2 separate regions of the Pan troglodytes genome follow, and region 2 is linked to region 1. A link is a contact called in public capture Hi-C data. All regions are on one chromosome and are shown on one strand. The core of a region is the stretch at or near the end of the contact, and the rest is flanking DNA. Distances in the headings are between cores, read along the strand shown. Region 1 overlaps MTHFD1L (methylenetetrahydrofolate dehydrogenase (NADP+ dependent) 1 like). Region 2 overlaps AKAP12 (A-kinase anchoring protein 12).

What was found. Capture Hi-C pulls out chosen DNA fragments and counts their contacts.
Region 2: a contact with region 1 is called in a capture Hi-C map of stem cell-derived neural stem cells, with 4 times the contacts expected there. The contact joins two enhancer-like sites. A contact is called at or near these places in 4 of 7 Hi-C or Micro-C datasets (blood, induced pluripotent stem cells and stem cell-derived neural progenitor cells), 1 of 1 datasets of contacts at active chromatin or transcription factors (stem cell-derived excitatory neurons) and 1 of 1 other capture datasets (stem cell-derived neural stem cells).

The regions. Positions count from the first base shown.
Region 1 is chr5:162,843,316-162,848,970 of NHGRI_mPanTro3-v2.0_pri, forward strand. All of the region lies in intron 7 of MTHFD1L (methylenetetrahydrofolate dehydrogenase (NADP+ dependent) 1 like), which reads left to right. Among named protein-coding and RNA genes, the nearest start is that of MTHFD1L, 29 kb to the left of the region's middle. Within about 2 kb of position 3,251, at least 1 of the 24 cell types and tissues checked has an H3K27ac peak or open chromatin away from gene starts, as enhancers often do. A contact at or near this core is called in stem cell-derived neural stem cells, where this site is marked.
Region 2 is chr5:163,285,363-163,291,248 of NHGRI_mPanTro3-v2.0_pri, forward strand. All of the region lies in intron 2 of AKAP12 (A-kinase anchoring protein 12), which reads left to right. Among named protein-coding and RNA genes, the nearest start is that of ZBTB2, 60 kb to the right of the region's middle. Within about 2 kb of position 4,524, at least 1 of the 24 cell types and tissues checked has an H3K27ac peak or open chromatin away from gene starts, as enhancers often do. A contact at or near this core is called in stem cell-derived neural stem cells, where this site is marked.

The DNA of each region.
Region 1 (5,655 bases), core at 2,001-4,500:
TGTTGCAGGGTGAGAATGGAAATGAGGAGTAAATTGTAATTGTGCCAGGGAAGCCAGGTGTCTCAGCAGATTTGGAATCTTTGCATGGCAGGTGGATCTAATTTATGTAATGCTTGGGTTAAGACAGCTCAGGAAGGCAGCCTTGCAATGAAACCTGAACCTGTGTGCGTTTTTAGAAGTCACCACATGGTGGCAGCCTATCCAAGAAAATTCAAGGGCAATATTTTGCACTTGAGAGCCCAGAAATTTTGATTTGGAAGCTCAGTGGAAGAGGAAAATAAACCGTGCCCTGCACTGAACAGCTGTGGTGAAGAGAGAAAATACCTTCCTTGGCAATTGAATGTTTTTGCAGCTGTCACAGATACTTTTGCTAGTTGTATCTGTATTTTTGAAAAACAAAGACATTTTTCAAAGTACTTTTTTATTACGGGAATAAATCACCTTGTCTCTGTACTTTGGGATGAATCTCATCCGAACTTTGAGAACGATTAAGTGGCTTGACTTTCTGCAGAATCTGGTCATTGGGTAACATTCTTGTTTTCATATGGACCAGAAGGTTCTCTTTCATAGTTGATGTTGCACACACGTTTTTTTCCCTAAGTCCTTGGTATTTATAGTGGCACCATTGCGAATGTTAGAGGCTATCAACTTTCATTCTTATTATTGCTTCATCTTTGTAGCCAAAAATATGGGAAGAAATGTTCATAGCCCCGCCCCATACTTGTCCCCCTCTACCTGGCCTACCTACCCACGTCAGGCTCCTGTCCCACCACAAATGACAGCCTGTGTCTTTCATGTTAGCAGCTAGTCTTTCACTAGCCACATACTTCCCCATAACCCATATGCCTCCCTGTGTCTGCCTGACGTCTGAATTGTCACTATTCTGTTGTTGTATTTTTACAAGAAGAATGTATGGGGCAGAAAACCCTTGCCATTCATTTCCTGAGTAGGAATTCTAGCCTTCCTTGGAGTCGTGGTAATATGGAGACATGGTAATATGTGGATTGTACCACTCAATGGCTGTCTGGAGGCCACAGTGGTGCAAAAAGCCACCTAGGCATGGGTTAGTGTCCTGGGGCACCCAATCAGGACAGGACACCTGGCACACCCTTGGAAAAGCTTCACTGTGAAAAACACTGGAAGTAAAAATTTTAACAACAGATAGGGATTTTTTTCCCCTTGAGACAGAGGCTCACTCTGTTACCCAGGCTGGAGTGCAGTGGCGCGATCTCGGCTCACTACAGCCTCTGCCTCATGGGTTCAAGAGATTCTCATGCCTCAGCCACCTGAGTAGCTGGGATTACAGGCGAGCACCACCATGACTGGCTAATTTTTATATTTTTAGTAGAGATGGAGTTTCGCCATGTTGGCCAGGCTGGTCTCGAACTCCTGACCTCAAGTGATCCACCCACATGGCCCTCTCAAAGTGCTGGAATTAGAGGCCTGAGTCACTGTGCCTGGCCCAGATGGGGATTTTTGTTGCCCAGCTTAATCAACCAAGAATAAAAGTGCATTTTAAGATTATAATCTATTTAACTTCTCCTTATTGGCAATGGTAAAAGAGTTAAGGAAAAAAGAGAATAAGCTTAGGATTATGGCTACTAAGTAGAAGGACGTTATCTTTGACGGGCATTTCTGTTGTGCTTATTTGTACCTGACATGGAACAAGACCCCCCCATCCCCTCAACACATACCTGCTGTGGGACATCTGGCTAGAGATTTCCAAAGCTGAGGGTGAAAGGTTTGGGTATCGGGTGTGACTGCGTAACACTAGAGTTCTATCTACCATCTCTTAAACTACAGGTAGTCTTACCGGTGTGGGCTGACCTTCCGGTTATCAGGCAGCCTGCTGCAACCACTAGAAACTGCCTTTGAAGGTTTCCAGTCCGGCACAACATTTGTGTTCTCATTAAACAGTAGAGCATAGGCTTTGGGGACACACAGCTCTGGGCTCAAGCCTTAGCTGTTGCTGCTCTGAGCCTGTTTCCTCACGTAGAAAGGCAATCATAATACTCCCTACTTTATGGGGCAGTTGTGGGAATGGAATTAAATACTAATGTGGGCCGGGTGCAGTGGTTCACGCCTGTAGTCCCAGCACTTTGGGAGGCTGAGGAGGGCAGATTGCTTGAGCCCAGGAGTTTGAGACCAGCCTGGCAACATGGCGAAACTCCATCTCTAAAAAAGTACAAAAATTAGCCAGGCGTGGTGGCTGTAGTCCCAGGTACTTTGGAGGCTGAGGTGGGATGATCACCTGAATCTGGGGAGGTCGAGGTTGCAGTGAGCTGAGATTGCACCACCGCACTCCAACCTGGAGTGCAGGCTGGAGGAAAAGAAATATATGGGTCAATTAGGCAAATGTGGGTCAATTAGGCAAATCACTCAAATCGTAAGTAGATATACTAGTAAAATAGTGTGACTTAGGGTCCTTCACTGGAAGCCTGGTATTACATGCTTCCATTGTGTGGGTGGGGGAAGGAGAGAGTGTCTCCAGCTCTCTGTCTGTGAGGTCTCCCAGCAGAATATTGGCCAAGGGAGTGAAACCAAAAGCAAGACTACCATGAGATAACGTTCCAGAGAGAGGAGGGACTAACCAGAGCAGGTGCCCAGCTTTGGCCAGTCAGGCTCATCTTCCAGTCCTCAGTAGATTATTATCAACTTTAAGTGATGTCACAGACTCCCTTCCTCCAAAGCTGTGGACCTCTTCCTTCCCATGCCTCTTGTTACTTGGAAGTCACTCTACTTCCAAACATGTCGGCTGGAGATCCCTGATGGGCCAGTTACTACTTTCAGGCTCTGTAGGTTTAAAGAATAGTTATATCCAGTTAGTTACAAATAGAAATCGATCCTTTCTCTGTCCGTCTGTCTAAATGGAAGGATATTCTGTGGACACTGATTAGGTATAAAATCTCCACGGAGCCTGAGCATAAAGAATTGAACTTCTTAGGGTTCCACAGAAACCAGAATAGACTTCTGTGTTTGGTAGCTTTGTAACTTACGCCCGTTGAGGTGTACGGTTGAAAATTGAGAATAAATTTCCTGTTCTGTTTCTGAGCATCTTTTCCAGGCTTGGAGATGCGTTGAGCATTTCCACGGAGACCCTAGAGGTGGGGAGGGGAAGAACGCCTGGGCATTTGTCCAAATTAGCCATATGCTGTGGAGTGTCACATGTCAGGAAGCCAAGGCACTGGAGCTAGTGTTTTTGGGCAGGGCTAGGGAACCCCCCGCCTTTCCTCCACCCAAACGCAGGCCCCCACACCCAGCGTCCTGGGCCCTGCAGGGGAATGACACTGTTGGTTTCACTCTCAGGAACGAGCCTAGATTTGGAGGTAACCTCTTCCTGACCCCGATGATTTCACTCTGATGCCAAAACCAGTCTGAAGTGGGTGTGGTTTTGCATTTGGTGTTTACAAGGTGGAGTGGTGCCCTCTGCATGGAAGGGAGAGGTGGGCAGGTACGGCAGGGCCCTGTTCCCTCGGGAGTCTCCTCTGAACCTGTGGTTAGGGCACAGCTGGACAATGCTGAAATGGTCTCCAGCTGGGAGATGAGGTAAACCTCAGCTGCATGCCGAAGAAATAACCTAGAAATCAGAGAACCGTTTTATTTTGTTTTTCTCAGAGGATCTCATTTCTCCCTCTCCTCCTGAGCACAGAGACCCTCAAAACTGGTATTCACAGAAGGAAAAAATATAGGTCTTTTACCTTTGAAGGATCAAAGTGTCTAGGGTTTTCTGTGGTTTTTTTTTTTTTTTTTTTGAACAAAGCTGAACTATTACAAAGTCCTTTTCAGTTTAAATTTAGTGCATGGCATGGCTCATGAAAGACTTTTAAAAGTGAATTGGAAAATTCTAAATGTACTTGTATTATACATGTGAAAGGATGACTTCTTGAGAAAAGAATGATGTCTGTCCCAAACGGGAGAAGGAAGGAACTCTAGCTTTTAAACTGCACTACATTAGTGAGTTACATGACAATTCTCCTTTTAACAGGATGGAATGCACTTAAAGCAGTAATGTGCTATGGGGACAGTAATGACAGACAATGTTAATTGACAGAATGGCTACTCTGAACCAGGCACTGTCTTGTACTCCTGTTATCTCAGTGGTCTTCACACTTATTCTGTTAGGCAGGACTGTCATCCTCCCCACATTACAGATGAGGAAACTGAGGCTTAGAGAGGAGACTTTGCAAAGATCATGTGATTAAAAAATGGTAGAGGTGGCAAAACAGCCTGTGTTTTTAACACTGTCCCATGTCAGCTCTTATTCCAGATCATCACATAAAGTCTAATCTCTAATCTTGAAAACCAAAAAGCACCTGCCACCTCAGATAAGAGAGACCAAGACCCTAGACATTCGACTTGTGTTGAATTCACTCTTATTTTACTTTGATGTTTGTAATCCCAGAGCCATACTTGTTAAGAGAGTTGAGCTGAAGTAGAGTGAATGCTGTCCCCTCCCTGAGGCCTGGGGCTCATCATCAGCTATCCAGGCTCCCCTTTCAGAGGGGATGGTGAGCACCTTCGGAGAGGGCAGGGATGGACACACAAGACAGCCTCAGTTATGTGAGTTCATCCCCTCCCCTGCCTGCTGTGGGTGAGATGGAGAAACAAGCACTGGACCCTCCTGGGCATCACAGCCTCGTACTTAGCGAGTGGCTGAGGTCATCAGTAGCCCAGGTCATCAGTAGTGTGGAATTAAGTGCACTGAATAGTGTTGGCGCCTGAGCTTTGTTTGACAGACTTAGGGGGTCAGCTCACCACTTTCCCCTCTTGCTTCTGACTGATCATTGCTCTGTTTGTTAATACCAAGGAAGAAGGTGAATAGAGCTTTTTAGAAAGCCAAAAAAACTTTATTAGACTTTATGCCATTATACTTAGCAGTGTTGAGGGAAGGATTTGTGAGACGATATATTCAAACTAATGGGCATGAGACCAAGAAGGGGCTGTGTGGCGGGCGCGGTGGCTCACACCTGTAACCCCAGCACTTTGGGAGGCCAAGGCAGGTGGATCACGAGGTCAGGAATCGAGACCATCCTGGCTAACACGGTGAAACCCTGTCTCTACTAAAAAAAAAATACAAAAACAAAATTAGCAGGGTGTGGTGGCGGGCACCTGAAGTCTCTGCTACTCGGGAGGCTGAGGCAGAAGAATGGCATGAACCCGGGAGGCGGAGCTTGCAGTGAGCCGAGATCGCGCCACTGCACTCCAGCCTGGGCAATAGAGTGAGACTCCATCTAAAAAAAAGCCGGTGGGGGGGGCCATGTAATTAACAGACTGATTGGTCTTAGGTGGTTCAGAATTTAAGCTGAGAAATTAAGATTGAGAGGAAATGATGTATTGTCGTTATATCGAATATGTGAGTAAAAACATAATTAAAACACCATCTATCTCCAGTTTTCCCGATATTACCTCCCTTTTATGATGCCCTTCCTGTACCTTATTAGGCAAAATATTCCAATTTCAGTCTTATTGGATTATGCTCTAAATGTTTGAAGGTTGGTCTGAACATGGAATGTATTTTCTCATAGATATAATAGTAGAAACGGTGTTAGGGTCATGGGATTGCGAAGCCAGTTCCACTGCAGTGGAATCATATTGACTTGCTTTCCGATTTTTCTGTGGGAAACTTCATCTGGAGCTTTAATGCACTTCTTAGCT
Region 2 (5,886 bases), core at 3,274-5,773, 440 kb after region 1:
GACTCCATCTCAAAAAAAAAAAAAAAAAAAGAAAAAATTGACAGTAAGGTGGCCGGGTGCGGCGGCTCACGCCTGTGATTCCAGCACTTTGGGAGGCGGAGGCGGGCGGATCACGAGGTCAGGAGTACAAGACTAGCCTGACCAACATGGTGAAACCCCGTCTCTACTAAAAATACAAAAATTAGCTGGACGTGGTAGTGTGCACCTGTGATCCCAGCTACTCGGGAGGCTGAGGCAGGAGAATTGCTTGAACCTGGGGAGGCAGAGGTTGCAGTGAGCCAAGATTGTGCCACTGCACTCCAGCCTGGGTGACAGAGCAAGACTCCGTCTCAAAAAAAAAAAATTAAATTGACAGTAAGGTTTAATGAAATCTTAAAGGTCTCTTGCATCTTTGGGATTATTCACTTAAATACTATAGAAGGTTATTGTAGTTATCTTTAGTACTATGTTATTTTAGGAGGCGTGTGTTTAAATTTTACAATTCATTAACAGGTCTGATGGCATTTTGTAGGAACTACTTAGGAACAAGTTTGCATTTCTGAAAGTAAGGAAAAGCTGTCACTTAATACTATTATCCCTCTCCCCTCCACCACACACACAACCCAGTTTACACAAACCACTAAAATGAATGCAGTGGAAATTGAATTATGAAATGATTGCTTATTCACATTACATACTGTTGCCATTCTTGGGGTCTCTTTCTCTCACATCTCATTTGCAATAAGTTAGCTTTGAGACAAGAAATAAGTGATGTGACACGATGATCATCCCCTTCCCCACTCAACTGTAAACGGCATGCCAGCATAAAAACGCCTTTTTTTTTTTGAGATGAAGTCTCACTCTGTCACCCAGGCTGGAGTGCAGTGGCGTGATCTCAGCTCACTGCAACCTCCACCTCCCGGGTTCAAGCAATTCTCCCTGCCTCAGCCTCCCAAGCAGCTGGGATTACAGGCACCCGCCACCACGCCCGGCTAATGTTTGTATTTTTAGTAGAGACGAGGTTTCGCCATGTTGGCCAGGCTGGTCTTGAACTCCTGACCTCAGGTGATCCACCCGCCTCAGCCTCCCAAAGTGGTGTGAGCCACCACGCCCTGCCAAAAAAATGCTTTTTGAATTAAGCAAGTACCTTTTGGCTTTTCTCTAAGTCACCCACATTACTGAAACTGATAATATTGATACATTGCAAACTGTGAAGTATCATGAGAAACAGGGACATTATTCTTTAAAGTAGAAACTGGGGAAGAATCAATCCTCCAACGTTCATGTTAGTTCTAGATTATTTATAATGCACTTTCCAATGCAAATAATTTTTACAAGAGAAAAAAATACCTCGCACATGGGTGTTTCATATCTGCTATGGAGACAGATTCCTTGTCAAGAGACTTTGGAGACACGAAATTGATACTTTCACAACTGCTGGATTAATAACTACCACTTCCTGAGTGCCTAGTCTGGCAGGTGTTGTTCAGCACTTTGTGGACATTATCATGTATTCCTCACAATAATCCTGCAAAAAGTGGTTCTGTAACCCCATTTCTATCATAAAAGTAAGTTTCTCATGATTTGATAATTACCCAAGGTTTCACAGCTAGAAAGAGCATAACTGTAGAGTACCTTGCAAAAGACCTCTTTCTCGTTGTGAAGATGCTAATACTTGTTTAGTGACCCACATTCTTACATGCCTGCCCAGATGTTTAAGGGATCGTGAAACATCAATATCAAGACCAGGGATTGGGACTGGGCACGGTGGCTTATGCCTGTAATCCCAGCACTTTGGGAGGCCAAGGCAGGCGGATCGCTTGAGTCCAGGAGTTTGAGAATAGCATGGTCAACGTAGGGGAGACCTCCTCTCTACAACAAATTAAAGATTTAGCTGTGCTTGGTGGCACATGCCTGTAGTCCCAGTCACTTGGGAAGCTGAGGTAGGAGAATCACTTGCACCACTGAATTCCAGCCTGAGCAACAGAGCAAGACCCTGTCCCCACCCCACCCCCCAAAAAACACACCAGGTCCAATGATGATGTCACCTATATGCTCCAGTATGGGATCCTTGCTTTTATGAATTTGCATATATCTCCGCTTGGAGGTTTTCTGGTTAATGAGCTTTAGAACAAGGGAGGTTGGGTGTGTAGCCTATAAGGGATGGACTTAGAATGCAGAGAATTCCTGGAAAAATTCCAGGACAATGCTACGAATCTTGGGGGAAAGATAACTAGTTCCAGATGTCACTGTAAGCCGTCCTGATGTGCCTGGGGATGGGGAGCACTGGTGATTCTCAGCCTGAAAAATGAACATGTCGTTTCTGCAGTATCGTACTTCTTTTTCTCAACCAAAAATGATGGTGCTGGTGTCACTGAAACCTGATAGCTAAGTTTTGGATAAAAACATTAATATTTTGTAGTATATAATCAACATATTCCTTTAAAGTTTTTTTTTCTTTTAAGCCTCTAAAGTAAAAGAAAACGATTTATAATTTATCTCTTAATCGCTAAGTATTTGGAAAAGTGAGAAAAAAAAGATGATGCTCCAGGTTTTGAACACATGGGCTGTCTCTACATTATATGGAGCTTGCAGATGGGGAACACATAGCCAGCAGGGACCACTGTAGCTTAGCCCTTCTTGGGATCATGGAGCGTTTGCAGCTTTGGGGACGGGGAGATTATGGAGATTTTCGAAAGGAAAATGTGTATTTGCACATACACGTTATAGACCTGGAGACTGATTTTATAAATCGGGATTCACAGAACATTTATCTGGAGATAAACCTAGGTTAATAGCAGGTAACAACACCTCAGTGTGAAACACTTCAGTAATTCTTGGCCCAAGTGAGGTTTTTGTACATGAAATGATTTCAAGTTTTGATTTCTTACTACATCACTAAAGATGTAACTTTTCATATATTTTCACATTTATTTGACTCCGTTAATATTCCATAGGACTTTTTTTTTAACCTCGAAGGGGCTTGTTATGACAAAGCTGTTTAAAATATTAAAAAGCACCTAGTTTGTTATTATTGAAGAAGTGTTATAATTTTTTTATAATGTTGTAATTGAGAATAGTTTATACTCTTAAAAATAGGGTGAGAGGTGTTCAGTCCAGGAAGTATCTCCTCTATTTCACTTTCCACACTTATTATTAAGGATAACTTTCATTTATCTTAGAAAAACATAAAGCAAAAGCCTACCCAAGGTCTCGCTTGGCAGTGATAACTTCAAGTTATTTTTCCTTCCGGAATGTTGTAGCATGAAGTAACTTCATCCATATCCAGCCTTTATTTTTACTGCATCTTTTTAAAAGTTTTGGCCGGGCGCGGTGGCTCACGCCTGTAATCCCAGCACTTTGGGAGGCCGAGGTGGGTAGATCACGAGGTAAGGAGATCTCTGAGACCATCCTGGCTAACATGGTGAAACCCCATCTCTACTAAAAATACAAAAAATTAGCCAGGCGTGGTGGCAGGCACCTGTAGTCCCAGCTACTCGGGAGGCTGAGGCAGGAGAATGGCATGAACCTGGGAGGTGGAGCTGGCAGTGAGCCAAGATTGCACCAACACACTCCAGCCTGGACGACAGAGCGAGACTCCGTCTCAAAAAAAAAAAAAAAAAGTTTTGTTTTGGAGTACTAGTAGCACGATCATAGCTCACTGCAGCCTGGAACTCCTGGGCTCAACGATCCTCCTGTCTCAGCCTCCCAAGTAGCTGGGACCCTACTGAGTAGCATGTCCAGTCCTGCGTCTTTTTTTTTTTGAGACAGTCTCGCTCTGTTGCCAGGCTGCTGGAGTGCAGTGGCATGATCTCAGCTCACTGCAGCCTCCGCCTCCCAGGTTCAAATGATTCTCCTGCCTCAGCCTCCTGAGTAGCTGGGATTACAGGCGCCCGCCACCACATCTGGCTAAATTTTTGTATTTTTAGTAGAGATGGGGTTTCACCGTGTTAGCCAGGATGGTCTCGATCTCCTGACCTCGTGATCCGCCCGCCTCGGCCTCCCAAAGTGCTAGGATTACAGGCGTGAGCCACTGCGCCCGGCCCAGCCCTGCATCTTATATGCACTATATCCATGCAGAGATCCCTCCTTCTTGGGTATATTCAGAAAATTAAGTGAATGAAAGCTTTCTCTACATCTTCTTTAAAATTATCATATCTTTTCCAAGTAATGTTTTCAGCATATTGACCCTGTCTCACACAAGCATGTGATTAGGTGTCTCCACCCAGAAGAAGGGTATAGAAATATTTGGTTTCTGTAGTAATATTCTCTTGAGAAACAAGGCATGGATGATGTTGTTTCACTAATGGTTGATGTCGAAAGACCTGTCAGTACAAGACTGTATCACACATGGGTATGTGGCCTGTTGGAAGGATTAGTCTTTTTCCTGCGCTTTGAAGTGTCTACAGGGTGGGAAAAGACCAGTGACTAGCAGGACAGTACGAAGACGGAGGTGCCTGTGAATTCGGGCTCCAGAGGCTTCTACGGGGGACACACCGACCACTCCCTTTAACATTTTGGCCATCTTTGTGACCTAGTGGGATGCTGGAATTGTTTCTAGCCGAACCTCAGCACCAGTGAGTACGTGAGCACCACGACTGGGCTTTCTGGGCATGGGAGAGACTTGGGCGGATAGCAGCGTGTTTAAAAATGGCGGGGTCATTCAATCACACATGAGTTAAAAAACTATACATTGTGTGGAAAAGACCACTCCAAAATCAGAGGAGGTTTTAGGGGCATCAAAAAGTACATCCACATATCAGTGATCCCAAATCAAAGATGGAGCTTTTTGGTTTTCCTCTTTGTAGCCAGTCGGACAAATCTAAGGCAGATGAAAATTCCATAGGAGTTTTGAATTAAAAGAAGCGCCCTAAGGGAAGGCTGTGATGAAGTGTGGTCGTGAATGGATTCCACTGTGCCAGGCCTGCACGGGTTAGCACTGGCTGCCTGTCCTGGAAGCCCCTCCATTATTTTTAGAGGCCTCTTATCAATCACTGCCTTCACTCCCAGCAGTGGGAGTGGGTTGAGCCTCTGGTCTGAGCCTCTCCTGCCTGCCGCCCCCACATCTTTTAGGCTATTTTATAATGCATTTAACAGCCTCCCGCTGTGTTCACTAAGCTACAATCTTTAACTCATTCACAACCAGCATGCAGGGAGCATGTAAAAATACTTTCTCAGGCCGGGCGCAGTGGCTCACGCCTGTAATCCCATCACTTTGGGAGGCCGACATGAGCGGATCACCTGAGGTCAGGAGTTTGAGACCAATCTGGCCAACATGGCGAAACTCTGTCTCTAATAAAAATTAGCTGGGCATGGTGGCGGGCGCCTGTGGTCCCGGCCACTCGGGAGGCTGAGGCAGGAAAATCGCTTGAACCCGGGAGGTGGAGGCTGCAGTCATTCGATATCACACCACTGCACTCTAGCCTGGGCAACAGAGCAAGACTGTGACTCCAAAAAAAAAAAAAAAAAATGAAAGGTTTCTGCTCACCACAAACTAGAAGGGAATGATGGTGGTCTTGTTTGGGACTCTTTACCTGCAGCAAGAACCTGGGGAATGTGGGGGTGATTTTGGTGTGTCATGTACAGTTGGGCTGGGGAAAGCGAAAAAAGTGAAGAAGAGGAGGTGAGGAGGGGGAGGTCAGCACAGGAAGAAGGGTCCCGGCCACCTTTGACCCATACTTGGGGTAAAGGACCTGCGTCTGGCCAGGCTCTGTGGCTTATGTCTGTAATCCCAGCACTTTGGGAGGCTGAGGTGGGAGGATCTTTTGAGGCCAGGAGTTCAAGACTAGCCTGGGCAACATAGCAAGATCCTCCATCTCTACAAAAACACAAAACAAAAACAGAAAAGGGATCTTCATCTTTACATGGTGCAAATAAAGAAAATTAGAAGATAGGGAGTTAACTTGA